2 separate regions of the Mus musculus genome follow, and region 1 is linked to region 2. The links are chromatin contacts, called in public Hi-C maps. All regions are on one chromosome and are shown on one strand. The core of a region is the stretch at or near the end of the contact, and the rest is flanking DNA. Distances in the headings are between cores, read along the strand shown. Region 1 overlaps St18 (suppression of tumorigenicity 18). Region 2 holds the start of St18 (suppression of tumorigenicity 18).

Region 1 (3,674 bases), core at 217-2,716, 90 kb before region 2:
ACCCCACTTTCTATAAGACAGCATTTTAGTCAATTGGAAAACACTAGGAAGAATGACATTACAGGATTTCTAGAACCAGGTATCTCTATAATACTCTTAAAATGGAAAAATAAATTAGATCTTTAAAATGTCAATTTAAAAATAATGTTTTAAAATCCCTCAAAACCTTCTTCTGTATCAGTAATTTGGGACTGGTATTATGAATTCAGAGAGCCTGGTATTTCTCTGTATTTTTAGAGGATATATTTTTCTTTGTTTAAGAACCTCATTTGTTTAAAGATTGTTTTGAGTGGATTTTGGCAAGCACCTCTTCCTGGGGCTTACTTGGCTTGGCTTTTTCCAGAAGCTAATTCTGATTCTTCTGTCAAATGCCCGGTGGCACTGTGTTACCTGCTCTCCTGAAGGCCTGGCACAGCACAGGCACGCAGCTGACCACACAAGGACAGGGCTGCCCTTAAAGGGAAACACCTCTGTTTGCACTGCATAGGTTTCAGGGTTCAATATTGCCTCAGGAACTCCCCTATTTTAAGCAGGAGTAAAATCTGTAACAGAATGTTTGGGGACTCTATGTGGGCAAGTTTCTAGACTTGTTATTTCAATAGGTGATATGGTTTTTTTTTTTAAGTGAGACTGTATGTGTAAACAGGAGCTATTGCCTCCCAGTGTGAGAAACGCTGAGCCCTTACAGCCTCCTCTGTGGCCCACTGGGCCTCAAGTCTGATATGCTTCTGTGATGAGAAGGACGACGAGCAGAGACATGTGTGCACGTCATTATGAGATGAACACCTGTTTCTCACAGTTGGGAAGGAGAGGCTGCGGAAAATAGGATTAATCTCATGGGAAGCACTGTGTTCACAAAGGTCCTAGAATTTGGTTCTGGACTTAGTGCTCAAGTGCCCTGATCTCCTGAGTCTGGGAAGTCACCCTATCTGTCCTCACTGTGGGTCTTTAGAGAACACGACAACCTAGATGTCCTCATGCTATGAAGTGTGACATGTACAACACAATGTCACCATCAGTTTCAAAACTGTTCCACCAGCCAATGTTCCGAATAGCTCTGATCTGAACACAGTGAACAGCTTCCACGGTAGAGACACATTTTAACAGTAACTCTCATTCCTTGTTCACCAAATGCCTGAGAACAGAAACGATGATAAAATTCTTTTCAAGCAGCTTCCTAAGTCACTGCTCCCTGAATTACATATCACCAAGAGAAGCACACATTTCTCCCTTGAACTCAATAAGAGTTCATCCCTGCTTGGGTAGGGAGTTGGGGCCATGAACGGACGCAGTTGAGAACATGAAAGGCAGTTGATTCTCTTGGCTCCATTGCTGGCCCATCTTCCAGGCTCTTGGCCTGGCTTACCTTGGCACGCAGGCTTTGTGGTTTGTTGGAGAGGATGTCTGTGGCTTCCCTGCAGCGGGTGGAAAGGTTCAGGATGGCAGCAGCTGCTGCTATGTGGGTGTCTTCACTGTACTGACCATGGCCATAAGAGCTGGCACGGACTGTGCTCTGTGTGTGGGCGCCAGCACTAGGCAGTCCATTAGGAAATTTCACTGGATTTGAAAAATGCTTTGCTGTTGAAGAGAGATTTGATTAGCAATTGCATGTACGTGGTGGCTTCAGTTACCAAAGATTTTTTTTTAAGACAGAACTTCTATGATTAAAATACTCAAATAATAAATTAAAGCAGAAACATTATCTGTTGGTATGTTAATTGGAAGTTACTTAGCTGGATTTCATCAGATTCACAAAGCTGATGATGAAAGGGGCCTATTCTCTTAAGTTCTTGTATTTTCACTATAGGTGACAGAAACTCCATCACTAATGTTACAGGGCACCACATCCTGCAAAAGCTCAGGACAGGTATGTGAAAGGGCTGAGAACCATGGCTTGGGAGTGTGCCTGCTCTCATAGTGGTTTCTACTAAACATAGGTTGCATTTTTATTACTCAGAATGCATACTTGTTCTATACTTAACTGGGACAGAGTCCTCAGTGAGCTGAGCAGGGTACACAGAGGGCCTGCACTCAAGGTGAAGAGAAAGACCATTGAGTCACCAAGGGAAACTTTCTGAGTTTTGTTGTTGGTATCATAGCTTTTCTGAGGGACATAATTATGCAATTCTTTCTCCACCGTGGGCTGTTTGTGAGCACTACTCATGGTATGGGAGAAACACAAAATGTAAAGATACAGAAACACTTACTGTTAGTTTTATATTATACGGTACATATTTTAAAGATCTGCCCATTTTTAAATAAAAGATATTATTGAATATTATTCTTTTAAGTACAAGGAAACAAAATTTGTTACTAACTCTGTTAAGGATTTTACAATCAATAACTGAACAATATGCACCAACAGTGCACTCTTCATTCACTTTCATGTGAATTAAGTATGTATGTACATGCATACATTGTGTGTATATATATTAAAATATTTACACAAATTAGACTGATAGATAAAAACATTATGTGTGTACGTAATTTTTTTCTGAGTCTACCAAATTGTCAATAGCTACTCAGGTTTGATGGGACCTCTTTTGAACAAGTCTAGGTAGATTTTATTTAATGTACCCATCAATGATTGACGAATACCTTTCAAATTTGTGGACCTCTTTCAGGGCGATACAGGGAGAAAACCTAGACTTTGCACATGCAACACACTCCATCTATAGGTTGCATCCCTATCCCCATTGCCAAGTTTTAGGTAGACTTCTAGGTAGCCTTCTATGTTCCTGCAATTGCAAGTCAACAATGACACAAATGAAGCAAATACTAGACTCACCAGATGCTCACACCATTCAGGTAAAAGGTTGAAGTGAGTCATAGATTTTTAAGTATGTAAAAAATGTGTATCGCACAGAGGACTCCAATGGGTGTGTGCTTCTTATTGAAGGTGCATTACCCATCATTTTCTGCATTTGTTCCCAACACCTACCTGTTCATCTCTTCATTAGCATACTTAAGAGAAATGTTTAAGCAAGACCATCAAGTCTTTATACTCTGTATAGCCATTCAGTTCAGTCTTCTCCATGAATGTGTCAGAATTAACAAGAATACTATTTAACCTGTTTTAAAGGTTTTTGTATTAATTCTTAAACTTACTAATGAACATTTTGACAGTTATCTATTTTTATCCTAGTAAGTTTCAGATTCCTGAATTGAGTTCCTTGGATTTTTCAGCTTTTTCTAGCTTTGGTCTGATGGCTTTTGTTGATTTCATTAATATTTTAAACAGTGTGACATATTTTATCTTATTATGTTGCTATAATCATAACATAAATTGAAATAATGTAATAGCTGTTGTAGCCTTCAATACATTTACCATGATCCTAATTATCTCTTTAGCACTGTTACAGTTAGATTCAATAATGGCACTGTCTCACAGCACTTGGGAGGCAGAGGCAAGCAAATTTCTGAGTTCGAGGCCAGCCTGGTCTACAGAGTGAGTTCCAGGACAGCCAGGGGTTACACAGAGAAAAACTGTCTCAAAAAAAAAATAATGGCACTATCTTTGAAATAACTAATAATTTATAATATTTGGTGTAACATTGTCATAAATTTAGTAATAAGGGTTAACTTACTTATTTCACTATTCTTTCCTGTCATGTCTAAGGAGGACATTACATATTTGTATAATATATAATATAATAAACCTCTACATAGATGCT
Region 2 (3,974 bases), core at 177-2,676:
ATTTTCTATTCTGGATTTATATACTAAAAAATACTTCCTCATTATAAGGACATAATTATACCCAATATTTCTCCATCAAGATTTCTTTTTAATTTGTTGGGTTGTATACTGCCAATTAATCCATAAGGTAATATCACACCACCATTTTTGACGTTATTCCTAAAAATAAAACAAGACTAGAGCCATTACATGATACACTCTGCCTATTAGCTGCTGTGTTCTCTGAAACTGAAAGAAAAGATCAGAACACCCTTTCAGGAAACTTTGATTATTCCAATGTACATCAAAGGAAGCCTTCTTAACAGGTGTTTGGTTGACAACATAATATGAGCTAAGGTATTGCTCATCAAAGTATATAAAAGTTTTCCCTTAACAATATTTCACGGAAATCGTCCTTCTATGAAATTTTGTTCAAGGTTAGTGTTAAGTTTCTTGTTTTTCAGCTTTTAAAACATGACTTTGTAACTTCTGCGCAGTCTTCTGACATGCCCATCTATCAGAGATGAAGTGTTTCATCTTTTAAGGAGACTAGTTTTATTCAATCCTCTAAATATGCAAATGCAATAATTTATATGTCCAATTTATGAATTTAAACATCTTGACTGATCACAAACTTTTTCTCTTATGTGTAGCTAATACCAGTTTCTGATTTTTTTAGGAAGAATCCACAACCCCCCCTTTTAGATAATGGCTATCAATGCAAAATTACATTAACAACTCTTAGCACTGCCAAGGTTCAATTCTAAATAAAGACTTGTAGCACATGAGATCTCACTGATAATTTGTGTGACCTCAAATTTAGTTTTACTTTACTTTTTTTCCAGACAAAAAGTGTATTGTATCATATTAAGTATTTCCTATGGCCAATTCACACATTTCAGAAATATATATGAACAAAGGCAGTAGCTGACACAGCTTAAGCACAATTACACCATTTTATTCTGAACTCCTCAATATCGCTTTTTGGGAGGAGAGTGAGAAAGTGGGGGTGGGTGGTGGTGAGTGAGTTTCAAATCATGCCAGATGAACATCACAACAGAAAGCAAAGCAAAGCACAGTAAAACGACCATGAGCCCCTCAGCCTTTAGAAGCGACCCCCCACTCACCTACTCACCCACCCACCCACCCAATCAGAAACAAAAGTCACTATTAACAACTAAGACCTGAAACTTGCTCACTGTCTGAACTCATCGACATCAGGGTAAACAGAATGTGGTAAAAAAGTTTGAAACTTACTTTTTTGTGTTTGTTTCCAAAACTATTTCTCTTCTCTCTGGTGTGCTGACAGGAGACACTAAAGCTGTTGCCTTGAAAGGTAGTCTCCATGATATGACATCCAGTGCCTTTGACTGCTCGGAGATAAGCACCTGCGTGTAGCCCTCCTTACGTCACACCTCCCTATTCAGACCTTCTCAATATGATCCACATTTGCACATCAACAGCCTCATGCGCACACACAGATTTTTTTTCGGCTCTGGGCCCAAAACTTTCACTTTAATTTTCATCACATGATTGCTGTGGCATATGTCCTTCCAAACCGCCCATATATCAGTCATCATGCAAATGAGATGGAATATCACTCCTCTGCAGCAGATGGCCAGGGATGATAACAATGGCTCAACAGAGGAGATTCAATGTCCCTGACTTTATCGCCACGGCAACAACAACCTAAAATATATGTAATGGAAGTGGTGCTTATTAATTTTGCAGGCTCGAGTGTTCTGATTTTGTGAGTGAATGGGCTGAGTTAAAAAGGGGGCTGTGTCCTCCTGCCTCTAGAAGACTATCTATAAAAGCCAGGGACCTGGAAATTATTTTCAGTGACTAAGAAGGCAACAGCCTAGCAATTATTTGAGTAATTAGGTGTAATTCCTCCCTGTAGGCCTTGTACCCTCCTGCGCTTGCTTCACAGAAGCTCACGAATTAGACAGCACCGATACTGAAAAGAAAAGTGCCTCAAGATACAGCAGGAGAGCTTGCAGGAGCGCTGTCACTTGGCCTCCACCGGGCTTGGTAAACACAAGCCCCAAGCTATAAGTAAATAGAGGCCCCACTTCACAAACACAGACCAATTAAAATGACAAAGGCAGCCACACTTTGGGGTGGAGCTTAGCTTCCTTGTGAGTGGCACACAGAATAGTCTCTGGGTTCAGGCACAGAGCCTGTTTCCATGACTGGCTGTCAGGATTGGACAGGAACATACACATCTCTCACGCAGCAGGTTGTGCCTTTCTCATTAGGGCTCTCTTTTCTCCCACAAGGGTACTTTTATTACAGACTACAAGGGAATATTCCATAGATTTTTCCATTCCTAACTGCACTAAAAAATGTAAATCTCAGAAAAAAATTAATCAATTTTTCAAAATTTGCAACAAGCCCACGTGCAATTTAAGGCAACAACTAACAGACTGCCAGGCCCACTGGGGGCAGTTCTAGAACACACAGGGTTAAAGGAGATAGATGAGCTCTGAATATTATTCTGGAAACTTAAAAAAAAAAACGTTACTTACAACATTTCATATTGACTAGTAAACCACCTTCCTTCTTATAGGGCTGAAGCATATATCAAAACTTTCGAAGCTATAGTTTACTTTTCTCATTGCTTTTTTAAAAAGGCACTATAGAAGTACCTAGGACAGGAAAACTAGATTCTCCTGCTAATTTAAAAACAGACATTAATAAAGAACCTGGACTGCCCTGGAGGAGGGTAGCTGAAAGAAGTAAAAAAAGAACTCAAACTTTACATCTTCTAACTTGGCTAACCTCAGACACAGTCCTGGGTCCCCTTCCCTGGGAGTCCACTCTTCCCTGAGCACATCTGCTGCCCACAGTTGTAATGTTAAAATTCACAATTCTGTTTTAGAAAAAGAAAGAAAGAAAAAAAATGCTGGTCACAAAAACTAGTCACATATCACATAGAGATATGTCTACATCACCTAGAGAAATACTTGACAATCTAACTTTTAAAGTAATTACATTTCCAATTTTGGTATAGGCAGGTGCTCTGAGATTCATCTTTTTTCTAAAATGTTGTTTAGTATCAATTCATTGGTATTCTGCAATACATTTGGTACTTGACACAGTTGCCTAGTGCACAATCTCATTGCACTAGCTATTTGAAGTCAGCAGTCCACGGTGAGGGCATGTTAGGAGAAGTACCTTTCCAATGCAAAGCTCCCTATGCTGGGAATGTACAGCAAACATCAGCTTTACTTTAAGGAATTCTTATTGAGCGCCCCCAGAAACGTCATGAGCAGCACATGACACAGGGTAGTACCTTAAGGATACCACAACAAGGAGAATTTCTAGTGAAATTCCAGTGACCTGACAAAATTAAGTAACATTAATCGACATTACATGACTGAAACAAAGTCATATCCTACCAGGAATTAAAAAAAAAAAACTTTATTGATTAAAGTATGCAGTATATCTTCCCTGTTTATTCATCTACAGAAGACAGTTTAATCATTACAATTCATCCATAATAATTACAATGCAAGATATTTTCATCACCCTCAAGAGAATTGCCATACATAACAGCTGTCACTCATTCTTTACCCCGCCCCCCCCCCCGATTTTCTCCCTCAGGATCACACAAACCCTCATCTACTAAATTTTTGAAATACTAAGATCATAAAATCACTTTTGTTCTTTACTACTGAGCAATATCACTTGTGGTGGTTATCTTTAAGCTCTATGCCCTTGTTTCACGTATTAGTTGTTTATTAATTTTAATGTAGATTGATATTTTATTATTTGAATATACCACATTTAATTTTTCTACTTTACCACGATAAACATTTATTCTCATTTCTCTTGAATGTGTCCCTAGGAGTAGAACCATGAGATCATTTAGTAATTTGAATAGCTATCTGAGAAACTAAGGAATTGTTTCAGAGTGCGTTAATTCATGATTCATAGTTGCCAACAATGTATGACAGTTACACATCCCAACACCTTGCTGTTAGCTGGTC

The links. Hi-C and Micro-C count contacts between places; a contact is called where the count stands out from the background.
Region 1: a Hi-C map of cerebellum shows a contact between it and region 2, with 2.2 times the contacts expected there. The contact joins the enhancer-like site here to the promoter of St18 in region 2. A contact is called at or near these places in 5 of 484 Hi-C or Micro-C datasets (brain, cerebellar granule neurons and cerebellum) and 3 of 9 other capture datasets (adipose tissue, liver and pancreatic islet).

Annotation. Positions count from the first base shown.
Region 1 is chr1:6,817,838-6,821,511 of GRCm38.p6, reverse strand. It overlaps St18 (suppression of tumorigenicity 18), which reads right to left. Exons shown (of 22, transcript NM_173868.2): 11 at 1,367-1,578. Among named protein-coding and RNA genes, the nearest start is that of St18, 90 kb to the right of the region's middle. Within about 2 kb of position 1,466, at least 10 of the 459 cell types and tissues checked have an H3K27ac peak or open chromatin away from gene starts, as enhancers often do. A contact at or near this core is called in cerebellar granule neurons and cerebellum, where this site is marked.
Region 2 is chr1:6,727,503-6,731,476 of GRCm38.p6, reverse strand. It overlaps St18 (suppression of tumorigenicity 18), which reads right to left and starts at 1,426. Exons shown (of 22, transcript NM_173868.2): 1 at 1,237-1,426.